2 separate regions of the Mus musculus genome follow, and region 1 is linked to region 2. Evidence: chromatin contacts called from public promoter capture Hi-C data. All regions are on one chromosome and are shown on one strand. Each heading gives the region's core, a stretch centred on a gene start, on an enhancer-like site or on the middle of the called end of the contact. The rest is flanking DNA. Distances are from core to core; before and after follow the strand shown. Region 1 has its middle 18 kb from the start of Gm30215. Region 2 overlaps Plekha5 (pleckstrin homology domain containing, family A member 5).

Evidence for each region. Capture Hi-C pulls out chosen DNA fragments and counts their contacts.
Region 1: a promoter capture Hi-C map of liver shows a contact between it and region 2. The contact joins two enhancer-like sites. A contact is called at or near these places in 1 of 484 Hi-C or Micro-C datasets (liver), 1 of 115 datasets of contacts at active chromatin or transcription factors (embryonic stem cells) and 3 of 9 other capture datasets (adipose tissue, liver and pancreatic islet).

Annotation. Positions count from the first base shown.
Region 1 is chr6:140,659,164-140,665,809 of GRCm38.p6, forward strand. It overlaps a transcript of Aebp2 not described here. Among named protein-coding and RNA genes, the nearest start is that of Gm30215, 18 kb to the right of the region's middle. Within about 2 kb of position 2,183, at least 17 of the 459 cell types and tissues checked have an H3K27ac peak or open chromatin away from gene starts, as enhancers often do. A contact at or near this core is called in liver, where this site is marked.
Region 2 is chr6:140,543,764-140,550,372 of GRCm38.p6, forward strand. Plekha5 (pleckstrin homology domain containing, family A member 5) reads left to right here. Exons shown (of 31, transcript NM_144920.3): 11 at 1-424. Among named protein-coding and RNA genes, the nearest start is that of Aebp2, 76 kb to the right of the region's middle. Within about 2 kb of position 3,303, at least 145 of the 459 cell types and tissues checked have an H3K27ac peak or open chromatin away from gene starts, as enhancers often do. A contact at or near this core is called in liver, where this site is marked.

The sequences.
Region 1 (6,646 bases), core at 933-3,432, 110 kb after region 2:
AAAATTATATATATATATATATATATATATATATATATATATATCTCCTTAAAATAGGTCTTGCCTTCCCGTGTGGCATATTCAAAATTGGCAGAGAGAGAAGTTCTCGCTAAATACATGTGTAGGTGGGAGAAAGCCAACCTCACTAAAACAAGCCCAAGCCAAAAATTTACTCTCTGCCTCCTTTGTAAGTATGGTTAATTTTGGGCAAATTCCTTGAGGGGCAAAGTTTATCAGCATAACATTGTGTGAAATAGGGAATGTCCTTTGGCACAGAGTGGCTGGCTGGTTGTGGTCATACGGAAATTTCAAACATTTAATGAGTACTAAGTAGCTGAAGACTGAGCCTTTAATGAGATGAGGATAAAGGGAAGCACAGAGGCGTAGCTGCTGTGGCTGCAGTTATGAACCGGCCTTCTCTGATGTTTGGTAGACTCTGAAGGCTCAGCCTAGTATACTTCACACGCCATGTCTAGGATCATTTCATCCAACCCTTGACAGAAACCTGAACCTCCCGGATCAGAGGGTCCTTGCTTGTTCGCACCACTTCATCCTCCACCCAGTCCATAAGGATTTCACGAAATGAGGAAGGTAGCATTGGCTCCTTTTTCTCCCTCCCCACCTCCCTCTTTCTTTCTTTCTTTCTTTCTTTCTTTCTTTCTTTCTTTCTTTCTTTCTTTCTTTCTTTCTTTCTTTCTTTCTTTCTTTCTTTCTTTCTTTCTTTCTTTCTTTCTCCCTTCCCTCCCCCTCCCCCTCCCCCTCCCCTCCTCTTCTCTTCCTTTTTCCTTTTTCCTTTTTCCTTTTTCCTTTTTCCTTTTTCCTTTTTCCTTTTTCCTTTTTCCTTTTTCCTTTTTCCTTTTTCCTTTTTCCTTTTTCCTTTTTCCTTTTTCCTTTTTCCTTTTTCCTTTTTCCTTTTTCCTTTTTCCTTTTTCCTTTCCTTTCCTTTCCTTTCCTTTCCTTTCCTTTCCTTTCCTTTCCTTTCCTTTCCTTTCCTTTCCTTTCCTTTCCTTTCCTTTTCTTTTCTTTTCTTTTCTTTCCATTTTTTGAGTCAGGATTTCTCTGTGTAGCCCTGGATGTCCTGGAACTTTGCAGACCAGACTAGTCTGGAACTCATACAGAGATCTGCCTGCCTTTGCCTCCCAGGTCCTGGGGAAAAAGTTATGTACCACCACCACTAGGCTACAAGGAAGCATTTTTTAAATCAATTAAAAGGGGAAAAGGCTAGACTGATCTGGACAAAACACGTTCAGGTTTACCCATTAATCAGTCCGTCTGTAGATGTGGGTTTTTTGTTTTGTTTCGTTTTGTTGTTTTGTTTTTTTGAGACAGGGTTTCTCTGTAGTCCTGACTGTCCAGGAATTCAGAAATCCCCCTGCCTCTGCCTCCCAAGTGCTGGGATTAAAGGCGTGTGGCACCACGCCCGGCCTCTGTAGATGTGGTGAGGATGTAGCAGGTGATTCTGTAAGATTCATGGTGTCTTCCCAGGTCGTCAGGCGTTTTACAGCCAGATGGACAGCGGGATGTATGGGTAGCCATCTTCAAGTCTCCTTTCAGTTAGTGTTTGTTGTAAGTAAGCGTTACGGGTTGAACTGAGATAACCTGCTTGAATGCTTACCCAGCAATCCCAAGAAAGCTAGGTCTACCTGATCTAAACCAGAGATGCCAATCCCCTTTAGCCAGGCATGGTGCCCTGTGCCTAAAACACTAACATTTGGGAGGCTTTGGCAAATGACCTGCCCCATGTTCTAAGCCAGCCTTCTGCAGAGTGATTACCCCCAAACAAAAGAATTTTTTTTTAAATGAGTAATCATGTATTTGAACCCACTGAGAGTACTCACAGGGACCTGCCTGCTTTTGCTGCACACACGATGGGATTAAAGGCGTGCATACTCCTCCAAGCCAGGCTTGACATGTTAATGTTTTACATCTTTGTTTGTAATGAGTCTGATTTTCTTCATACAGGAAGTTGCAGATGTCTGCAGGTCTTAGGTATTAGCTTCATGGCCCTTGATCCTGTGTTGTAGCTAACAGACAGCCCAGACGACTCCTCAGGAGTATTTACTACAGCTAGCACCCGATTGCAAAGAGTTGCTTCTGATTACTGCTCCAGAGCATAAGGAGTGTGCGTGCTTCCTGGCAGCACACGTAACTATCCCAGCCAGACTCACAGTTTCCAGTGATGCAATCAGGAACGCTTGTGATTGCAGCACCAATGCTGTTTCCTTATGCGAGCAGAAAAGAAGCCATTGCACACTGTCGCCCAGTTGAGGTAAGGCAGTAAAGATGTCCGATGTAAAAGAACTAAAGCAATGGACGAAGACATCCTGACAACTGTGTAGAATCGCTGTTGGTTCTAGGAGCTTGGCTGCTTGCTTGTGAGAGGGAATTTTGCCTTCAGAGGGAATATGGGTACATACTCGGCATATAACATGAAAGTAACAGGTCTCTGAGTCTGAGATCAACCTGGTCCGCAGACAATTTCAAGACAGCCATGCCTATACAGAGAAACCCTGACATGAAAAATAAGAAACAACAAACAAACAAACAAAAAAACCCTAAATTGCCGGGCGAGGTGGCGCACGCCTATAATCCCAGCACTCGGGAGGCAGAGGCAGGTGGATTTCTGAGTTCTGAGGCCAGCCTGGTCTACAAAGTGAGCTCCAGGACAGCCAGGGCTACACAGAGAAACCCTGTCTCGAAAAACAAAATACAAAAAAAACCTAAATTATTGAAAAAGCAGTGTGTGTGTGTGTGTGTGTGTGTGTACATGTGTATGCGCGTGCTTGGGTGCACACTCCATGCAGGAAGCTGCAAGGGTTAGTCCTGTGGAACTGGAGTTGCAGGTGGTTGTGAGCCACTACCTGGTGCTGGGAATCACCAAGGACTCTGCAAGGGCAGCTAAGCCCCCAGCTGTCTCCTTTTCACTCAGCCAGTGGCACGATGTCACGGATATTCAAAGTGGGGTTTCCCTCTTTACCGTTCTCTGGAAACGCCCTCACATTATTATAAGGTCATGTTTCTTAATCAGTAGCCCTATTTGCCAGTAAGCTCTTAACATTTCCTGATGCTGAGAGCACCTCAGAAGCTTTCAGACTTCAACTTTTCGGCCTCAGGTGACATCCATTCTTCATACATCTGCTCGTTTCCCTCAGGTTGCCAACATGTTCCTCTCACCCCTGAATGCTTGGCTTCCCCATTGTTGATTTCTGACTTGAGTCCTCTTAGCATGGGAACAGGGCTGCCTGTGTGTTGTTAGTGTTGACCCTGACTGCTGGGGAGACTGCAGCCAAGGCAAAGGAACACAGCCGTATCCACCGGAAACAGCGAGAGTCTGGAAGCCAGCACACAATGGACACAGTTCCAGCAAACCTGAGCCACATACCATGCTTGCTGTCATGTCACATCCCACTTTAGGTTTACTACGTCTCTGTGTGCAGCGTTCTTGGGCAGTTTCTGCAGCATGTTTCATTTATGTCCTTTCCTCAGTGTATTTATTTATTTTTATTATGTATATGAGTACATATACATAAAATGTACAGATGATTGTGAGCCTTCATGTGGTTGTTGGGAATTGAATTTTAGGACCTCTGCTTGCTCCAGTCAACTCTGCTTGTTCAGTGCCCTGCTTGCTCCAGCCCAAAGATTTATTTATTATTATATATAAGTACACTGTAGCTGTCTTCAGACACACCAGAAGAGGGCATCAGATCTTATTGCGGGTGGTTGTGCGCCACCATGTGGTTGCTGGGATTTGACCTTTGGAAGAGCAGTCAGTGCTCTTACTCACTGAGCCATCTCACCAGCCCCCGAGTCTTGTCTTTTCCTCCTCAGGAAACTCATAAACTTACCATCCCTTCAGCTTTTAGGGAAATGACTATCTGGCCCTGTTTGTAAGTCTTCCTTGTGCTCTGGAGATTAAGATAAGCACTAAGCTGGGAATTCTAAATGAGGTCATGAGTCCAGGAATCTCCTTAGTATCTACCCCTAAAGAAACTCAAGCAGTATAATTGGAGCAGGGTAAACTTAAGGATCCTTGACAGACGTGGACTGGCCAGGAGAAATGGTAGCAGATTCAAGGCGTCTTTTTACAATAGGCTTAGAAGTTTCTGAAAATGTAGTTTAAAGATAGGGGTCATACAGGGTGGGTACACCCCCAGAGGAATAGAATTCAGTAAGTAAGGTAGACTGACTAAAATAAACATTTCCTTCTTTATAGCCTAGAAGATGGAACAATATAGTCAAAGGAGATAGGTATTAGTATTCGCTATTCATGAAAATACCAGTTCAGATATTTCTCTTTGTCTGGAGTGCTTTAAAACTTCAAATACTGCCAGCTTAAATGCAGGCTGTCATATAATGTGTTTGTTTAGCAGAGACTTTTTTTATTTTAGATTTATTTGTTATTTATTTTACTTATATGAGTACACTGTAATTGTCTTCAGACACACCAGAAGAGGCATCTGCTCCCATTACAGACGGTTGTGAGCCACCGTGTGGTTGCTGGGAATTGAACTCAGGACCTCTGGAAGAGCAGTCAGTGCTCTTAACCACTGAGCCATCACTCCAGCTCTGGCAGAGACATTCTTTAGACTTGTGTGTTATAGGATTTATAATAAAAAATAAAATCTGTTCTACTTGTACTTTCTAATTGAGACTGAATGTGTAACCCCAAACATGTACTGAAAAGACAAACACATGTCCAGAGACAAAATGGTATAATCTGTACTTTTCGGCTAATCATTAGTCTGTCTTTGCTCTATGAAAGCTGTATACATAGAGGCAGCCTGATTCGTAGTCCGAGCTGTAAGATCCCTGACTACTTTGCCTTGGTCCTTCCTCACCGACTCCTTATCTCCTCTTGGGCCACCACATCAACTGCTGAGGCTGGCTCCAGCCGAAACCCCAACAGTTAAACTGGATCAAAATCCCAGAAAACCCTAAGGTTCCACATCCTTGGCTACAGAAACATCGTAGGATATATAGGTTGTTTCTGCCTTTTCATCTTTTTAAAAAGAATTCTACTTAGAGTGGGCATTGCTCTTACAGAAGACCCTTGTTAACTTTGCAGCGTCACTACCTGTCTGATGGCTCCATATGGCCTGTAGCTGCAGCCTGTTTGATGTATCTGGCCCCCAGAGGTCTGATACTATTGCATGTGTGTATGAGTGACACACATCATGGTGCCAGTGCAGAGACAAGAAGACAGCTGTCAGGAGTGGGTTCCCTCCTTCTGCCTTCAGGGGATTGAACTCAGGTCATCACGTAGTGGTGGCACATGTCTTTGGGATTCTGAAGCAGGCAGATCTCTTTCAGTAAAGTCTGATATACAAAGTGAGTTGGGGGCCAGCCAGGGCTACATAAGGTCTGAATCCTGACTCAAAAATCAAACAGAAACTATGACATTCTAGATCATAAAGCAATTACACAATAAAGGTGGAGGCTGGAGAAATGACTCAGCATTGAAGAGCACATGTTGCTCTTGCAGAGGACTGAGATTTGGTTCCCAGCACCCATACATCGGTTCTCAACCTTCCATGACTCCTGTTGCAGCGATCTGATGCAGTCTTCTGGCCGCCACAGGCGCCAGGCACACCTGTGGTATGCAGACATAGAAGCAGGCAGCATTCCCTGGGCAGAGGGATCCTGCATTGTGTAAGACTGGAGAAAGCGAGCTGACTGTTGCCATGCAAACATCCATTATTGCTCTCTGCACCTTGACTGTGGATGTTGACCAGTTGCCTTGAGCTCCTCCTGCTGTGACTTCTCCACCTCAAGGAAGCCTGGTTGTAACCTAGGGCCAGTGCAAAGCCCCTTACCCTAAGTTGCTTTTGTCTATATTATCACAGCAAAAAGGGAAGAAGCTAAGATACCATGAATAGCCATCATGTGACCTCCACTCCTTCCTTTGAAACTCTCCTTTTTTTTTGTCTTCTGCAGAGAGCTTTATTTTTAACTATTTAACAATTCATTTGTTTGAGACAGAGTTTCACTCTACATCTCAGGCTAGCCTGAGACTCACTATGCAAACCAGACTGGTCTGCAACTTGTAGCGAGTCCCCTTGCACAGTTTCTTGGAGTGCTGGTATGACTTAGGGGCCTTTGCTGACCCTCGAGCTAGCCCATTGATTGGCTGGACTGGCTGAACTTGGGATCCACCTGTCTCTGCCTCCCCAGTGCTCATGTTACAGGTGTGCTGCCATACCTGCTTTTTACATAGGTACTAGGGATCTGAACCCATGTCATATTTAAACAGCAAGTATGTTACCAACCTAGCCATCTTGTGTGTGTGTGTGTGTTTGTATGTATGTGTGTATATATTCATTCTATATTTTGGAGGCTAGAGAGATAGTTTAGTAGCTAAGAGCACCTGTAGTTCTTGCAGAAGACCCAGGTTCAATTCCCACCACCCACTTGGTGGCTCACAGCCATCTGTAATTCCAGATTTAGGGGCTCTGGTATCCTCTTCTGGTCTCTGTGGGCACTGCATGAACCTAATGCAGAGGAACACATGCAGGCAACATAGCCATATACATAAAGTTGAAATCTAGATTCTGCATATGAGAAAACAAGATGTTTCCTCTTTCTTCTTTCAGTCTTCTCTAACACACACACACACACACACACACACACACGTTGGAGTTGGGGC
Region 2 (6,609 bases), core at 2,053-4,552:
ATAACATTCCCAACCACAGAGTTCTCATTAGACCCGAGGTCCAAAACCATCAGAAGAATAAGGAAATCAGCAAAATTGAAGAAAAAAGGGCCTTAGAAGCTGAAAGATACGGATTTCAGAAGGACGGGCAAGATAGACCATTAACAAAAATTAACAGTGTGAAGTTGAACTCCCTGCTATCAGAATATGAAAGCGGGCCAGACTGCCCACCTCAGAATGTACACTACAGACCCATCAATGTGAATAGTTCTGACGGCAAAGCGGTGAATGTCAGCTTGGCAGATGTCCGGGGTGGGAGTCACCCAAATGCAGGGCCCCTAGCCACAGAGGCCGACCGAGTCATTCAGAGAACGAATTCAATGCAACAGCTAGAGCAGTGGATTAAAGTCCAGAAAGGACGGGGTCTTGAAGAAGAGCCCAGAGGGTAAGTACGTAGCGTCATCAGCCTGCTTCCTCTGACGTGCTGGGCAGGTTGGCTTCACTTGCAGTGCTGGGTTAAAGTGTGCTTAGGTTTCATACTTTGATTACTGTATCTTGCTCATGGTGATCAGATGTGATTTCTGTCTCTTGTTTCTGTGGATAGCCTACCTTTGGTGAAGAGCCATCCTTTCTGGCCCAGAACAAATGATAGGCAGAAGCTGGGGGAAGAGTTGAGTTTTAGGAAGAGATGAGGCCTTCACCCTTCTGCCTTTACCTCTCCTCCTAGAATTCAGAACCGTGATGAACCAGTGTGAATTTGTCTCTAGCCTTAATCTCTCTTTCATTAGCAGCTTCTGCATCCCCGTGGACTGAAGGATCTCTGAGGACAAGAAACCTGGGAACCAGGTGTGGTAGCACACACCTGTAACTCCGAGATTTGGGAATAGAGGCAGGGGGATCAGGAGTTCAAGTCCAGCCAGAGCTACACAGTGAAACCTCGTCTCACAATAAAACCATGAGATCACTGTGGGACCAGAGTGTGCCTAGAGTGCCTTGGGTTTGATTTCTAGCACTACAAAATAGGGAAAGGAAGAGAGGAGAAGGTCTGGCCCTGTGCCTGTGAGTCCAACTTCAGAGGGCAGTCCACCCTTGAGCACGGTGTATCTAAAGTGGTTAAAAGTATGAAAGTGAATACATTTACTCCATGGGAGACTAGAACAAAGGAGAGTTCTAAGGAAAGTGCCAGGTGCGATGGTCCATGCCTCTCTAATCCTAACACTCCTGTGGTTGAGCCTGAAGACTGAGAGTCGGAGGCCAGCCACAGAGTAAGACCCTGTCCTCATTTTAATAAAAGGAGAGGGGACCTAAGAGAACAGACATTTGAGAAATAAGAAATGGCAGAATTTGCAAAGATTATAAGGAATATATGCTGAGAAGTAGATACATTTCAGAAAACTTGTTTTGTTTTGTTTTGGGAGAGGTTGGCTGGCCTAGAATATGATATGTAGACCAGGTTAGCCTCAAACTCACTCTGCCTTATAAGTGCTGGAGTAGAGTTGTACCCCACCGCATCCGGCACACGCGAGTGAGTGCGTGCGTGTGTGCACACACACACACACAGACAGATGTTTATTTTATGTGTGTGAATGTTTTACTAGTATGTATATTTGTACATTGTGAACATCCTGATGCCTGCAGAGGCCAGAAGATATCTGTGTTCCCTCTGTGGTCATGAACAACCAATGCTCTTAAGCACAGAGCTGTCTCTACAGCCCCTCAAAACGCAAAGCATAAGCCAGGCGTGGTGCTGCACCCTTGAAATCTCAGCACTCTGGAGGCTGAGACCAATGCCAGCCTAGGTTATTTCATAGTTAGTAGTAGGCCAGCCAGTACTACATAGTGAGACCCATTTGAAAACACTCAAACAGTAAATTAAAATTTTAAAGTAAATTTTACAGCTAGGGACAGAATGCAGTGGTAGAGCACTTGCCTGGTGTGCACAAGGCATGGAGTTGATCCTAACCCTCCCGAGTCAACAGATTTTACATTTCTATAAGTTTTTTTTTGTTCAAATTCATAAAATTCGTTGTAATTTTTTTTTTGGTGGGGGATGGGAGGTGGTGGTTAGCTTGAGACAGGGTTTCTCTGTGTAGCCCTGGCTGTCCTGGAACTTTCTGTAGATGAGGCTAGATTCAAACTCAGAGATCTGTCTGCTTCTGTCCTGAGTGCTGGGATTAAAGGCATGCACCACCACTGTCTGGCTCCAAATTTTTCTTAAAGCAAGAGTTCTTTGAGAAAGTATGTTTTAATTTAAATGGACTTTCCAAGTTACCTTAGGTGCTTTATATTGATAATGTCGCCATGGTATAGTGTGTAGCCATTTCCATGCAGGTCTCTATGTAGTGGAACTGTTACTGTAACGTGTAAGTCCCAGAGCACGTTGTTCTTCAGTTCACTGCAGAAGCTTGTGAGACATGGGGGTGTGTTCCAGCTCTGCTCAGGTACAGTGCCGGCCTGCAGTATCAGAAGCTTCAGGAGGGTGGCTCTAAAGCCTTGGTAGGCTGGCCTTGGTAGCTCTCCCGAGGCTGCAAGCGCACCCCCCTGTGAGGTGCTGCTCACTGTCTCCCACATCCTGTGTGTTCCCTTTCAGGGTTTGCACAAGAGAGAGTTGTGAATAAGGCTGACTTTACCGGATACATTGTAGAGACGTCTGTACAACATAGTGATTGAGTTGTAAAGTACTTGAAAATTGGGAAAACACTGTTCGTTTTTGAAACAGGATCTCACCATGTGGTTCTGACTGGCTTGACCAGGAACTCCTAGATGCCCCTGTCTCTGCCTCAGTATTGCTGTACCTCTGTATCTGGCCTCCAAGACGGTGTCAGAATTGCAAGGTACATGCAGAAATACACACACACACACACACACACACACACACACACACTGACTAGTTTGATGTAGCATTCCCACGGTGTGTGTTGGTTCGTGTCATACACTGTCTGATTGACTTTCACACGGACCACAGTCCTAGGTAAGCAGATTACGTACCGACTGGATGAGAAATAGAGTTTAACTCTTGGACAGCCGGCTGATATACTCTCAGCAGGAAACAAATCAGTGCCTTTGATTAGACAGAAACCAGGAAGCAGCTCTGAGGGCAAAAAGGTTTGGAGGACTAAAGGTCACATTCAGACTGGAGGGTGGCCAAGTTGCTTCCTCTCTATTTAAATCTCAAATAAAACATTTTCTTCTTTAGTTTAAAAGTGTAGAGAGGGTAGCAGACATCGGGGACTTACGTTTTCCTGTGTGGTGTCAGTGAGGTTGAGCAGCCCCTGCACGGACTTTGTCCTTTTCTTCTGTGGGCAGCCTCCCGAAGGCTGGACTGATGGCTCGGACAAGGGTTCTGTCTGCAGGTTCACAGGTTCACAGTGTTGTCGTTCCCCTGGGTACTTGAAGTGTCACATTCTTTGCAGATGGCTCATGGCCTCTTTGAATCTTGGAAAAGTATCATGTACTGTTGTAAATCAACCTTCCCAAAAAACATTTGCAAACTTGTACTGGTAAAAAGAAGCATTGTAATCCATGAAATAACTGATTTCTTCTTCTTTATGAAAGGCTTGCTTTAATTACTGAGACCCTAGTAGGCAGCAGGGGTGGTTAACGTTGGTAGGTCCCTGTATTGAGAGGAACAGAGCTGCAGAGTGTCTGAGTAGCCGAGCCTTGATTGGCCCCAGGGCAGATCATAGGCAGCAGCTGCTGAGTGGGCTCCCTGTGCTTGCCTCTTATGCTTTCTGCTTCACACTAAATCACACTTGGCTGAATTTACATTTCGTTAGGACAGCAATCAATGGAATATTTTATACCTCTGAAAAGCAGGTCTCCTAAAGCTAGACCATGTATGAGACCACAAAAAAAATGAATTTACTTGTTAATAACCGTTTTTCTATTAGAAGTCCCCCAAAGTTTCAAAGAGGGCGGAACCTTTCAAACTCGTGTCCATAGCCAGGCTGATGGGAACACTGCGGGTAATAGCACAGGAGGGCGTGGCAGTTGGAGCAGATACAGCGGCTCACATGCCAGTGATGCTTCAGAGACTGACAAGTGCTGTCACTGCACATTGTGCTTTGCACTATTAGTCGTCTGGGGTATTTTAGTCTGGCGATTCATGTGCCTTCTCATGCTGATACAGTTCCATGGTGGCATTCTGTACTTCTGTACCTTCTTAAGGAAGGCATGGTGGTTAAGTTGAGATGGACACTCAAGTGCCAGAGTGGAGTCTTGGATGGAATCAACTTCCCCCGGCTGCCATACCTGAAGAGATGGGTGTGGGGCTGCCAGCTCTTCATTTGTGACCCTGATCTCTGTCTTTTGTCTTATCAAAGAGAGGAGGGAGGGAAGTCTAATTGGGGCCCGAGGGTTGCAACAGGAGAGAAAGCCACAACTGATTGAACTCTGGTCTAGTCACATGACACTGTGCCTCTCTCCACTCCCAGAGTTGGTTGCTCGATGATTGGCCTTAGGGGGTGGGGCCACTGACAGCATTGCAAGAGCCTGAAAGAGGAGCCAGAATGATGGAGGAGATGTTTACTCTTCAGGAGAGATGACTGAAGGGATCAGACTGTTTGAATAGTAATGAGTAATGTGACCTTAGGCTCTAGACAGCTTGGCAATAAGCTCTCTTGTAGTCTAGAAAGCACAGTGGCTAGAGAGGACTCGTGTGACTACCAGACAGTGGGGACACAAGGCACCCACAGCCTTTTGAGCTCACTGCTTCCTAAGCTCTCTGTCTTCCTTATGCTTACTTCTGTTTTTTATTTTCATTTTGGGTATGAATATCATGGGTGTTGGGCCTGGGGTTGGGGGTGCCCAAGAGGCCGAAAGCTGAGGTGGATGTGAGTCACCTCATGTGGATACTGGAAGAGCAGCAAGCATTCCGCTGCTGAGTCATCTCTCCAGCCCCTGATGGCTTTAGTTTCAATTAATTCATTATAATAGAGAAATAATTTCATGCACAGCACACATGTCTTTAGCAGATGTTTTTTAAAAGAAGGAATTTTTTTTTCATTTATATATAAATGTCTGGAAATTGTTACAAGTAGGCATTTTCATTCACAAACTCTTATTATGATGCCAGACATTAAAAGAATATGGATATGATAACCTGGGTAGCCTGGAGCTTGCTATGCAGACCGCACTGGCCTTGAACTCACAGAGATCCAACTGCCTGTATTCCCCCCGCCCAAGTCCTGGGGTTGCAGGTGTGCGTGCCTTCCTTCTCTGCCTTTCCCTCTGCATTGCAGTATTTTCCATAATCACAAAGAGAAGGTATATCCCTCCAAAAGAGAACTTCTCACTGAATAACAATAATATAATTTTACATACCAGTAAGAACTAACTAACTGTAGTGTATGTGCCTCATAGCCAAGTGTGCACCCAGTCGTTACATGTGGTCCCAGTCATATCTGTTGAAGGACTTTGGGGGTTTTGTTGTTGTTGTTGAAAGGTCCTGTCCAACCCAAGCTCCCTTAGACCTGCCGCATGCCTCCAGAGTGCACAGGTGCCACCACAGCTGCTGGAACAGTATTGACGCATTGCTGCCAGTCACAAGTCCGTGTCAGAGACTCTGCAAGAGCCAGAGATGGCTCAGCAGTTCAAAGTACTTGCTACTTCCCAGAAGACCCAGGTTCGATTCCCAGCACCATGTTGGGTGGCTCACAACTGCGTGTAACTGCAGGGGCAGTGGATTTGACTCTTCTGTCCTCCTTGTATGTGCTCCGGCACACACATAGCATTCACTCACACAGACGAACACACACACATATATATATATACAATAAAAAGACATCTTTGGCTTCTTATTTATCAGCCAAAGAATTAGATTATTAAGGATAGTAAAATAAGGGCTGGAGAAGTAGGTGCCTCAGCAATTAAGAGCACTGAACCTATGTTCTGTTCCCAGTACCCACTTAGTGGCTCACAGCCATCTGTAACTCTAGTTCCACAGGATCCAGTGCCCTCTTCTGATCTCTACCTGCACCAGGCACGAAAATGGTGCACAAAAAAATGCAGGCTAACCCACTGATATGCATAAAATAAATAAAAACACATAAAATTTCTTTAGGAGTTTAGTAAACCCCTGCAGGTCAGTTCCCCCCCAGTTCTTGTAGTGATTAGCAGCTGCAGACACCTCACACAGTACAAGGCAGAGGAAGCAGGAAAGGCCAAGAGTGCCTGTCGTGAAAGTTCAGTCCTTAGAGCCCTGGAGGCAGGCGTGCGTGCGTGCGTGCGTGCGTGCGTGCGTGCGTGCGTGCGTGCGTGCGTGCGTGCGTGGAAGCCATACCACCTTTCCCATAGCCCTGGGAGTTTTTTGGGTTACAGTAACTTTGTCTTAGGATACAAATGTATGTACCACAGAATGATAGGCTATGATGAACACTTGAAATTTAATCTTAACCTTTTTTGTTTGGTTCTTTTAAGGCAGGGCCTTACTATCTATCTAGTTGCACAATTAAAGATGAAGGCTTAAGATTAGTTCTTGAATAATTTCTTTTTAAATTTTATTTGTTAATATTTTGGGAGGTGGGTTTTTTGGTTTTTGGTTTCAGGGAGGGGAGAGTGGGTTGGTTGTTGGAGGTTTTTTGTTTGCTTTTTAAGACAGGGAGTGTCTCACTGCAGACCAGGCTGGCCTCA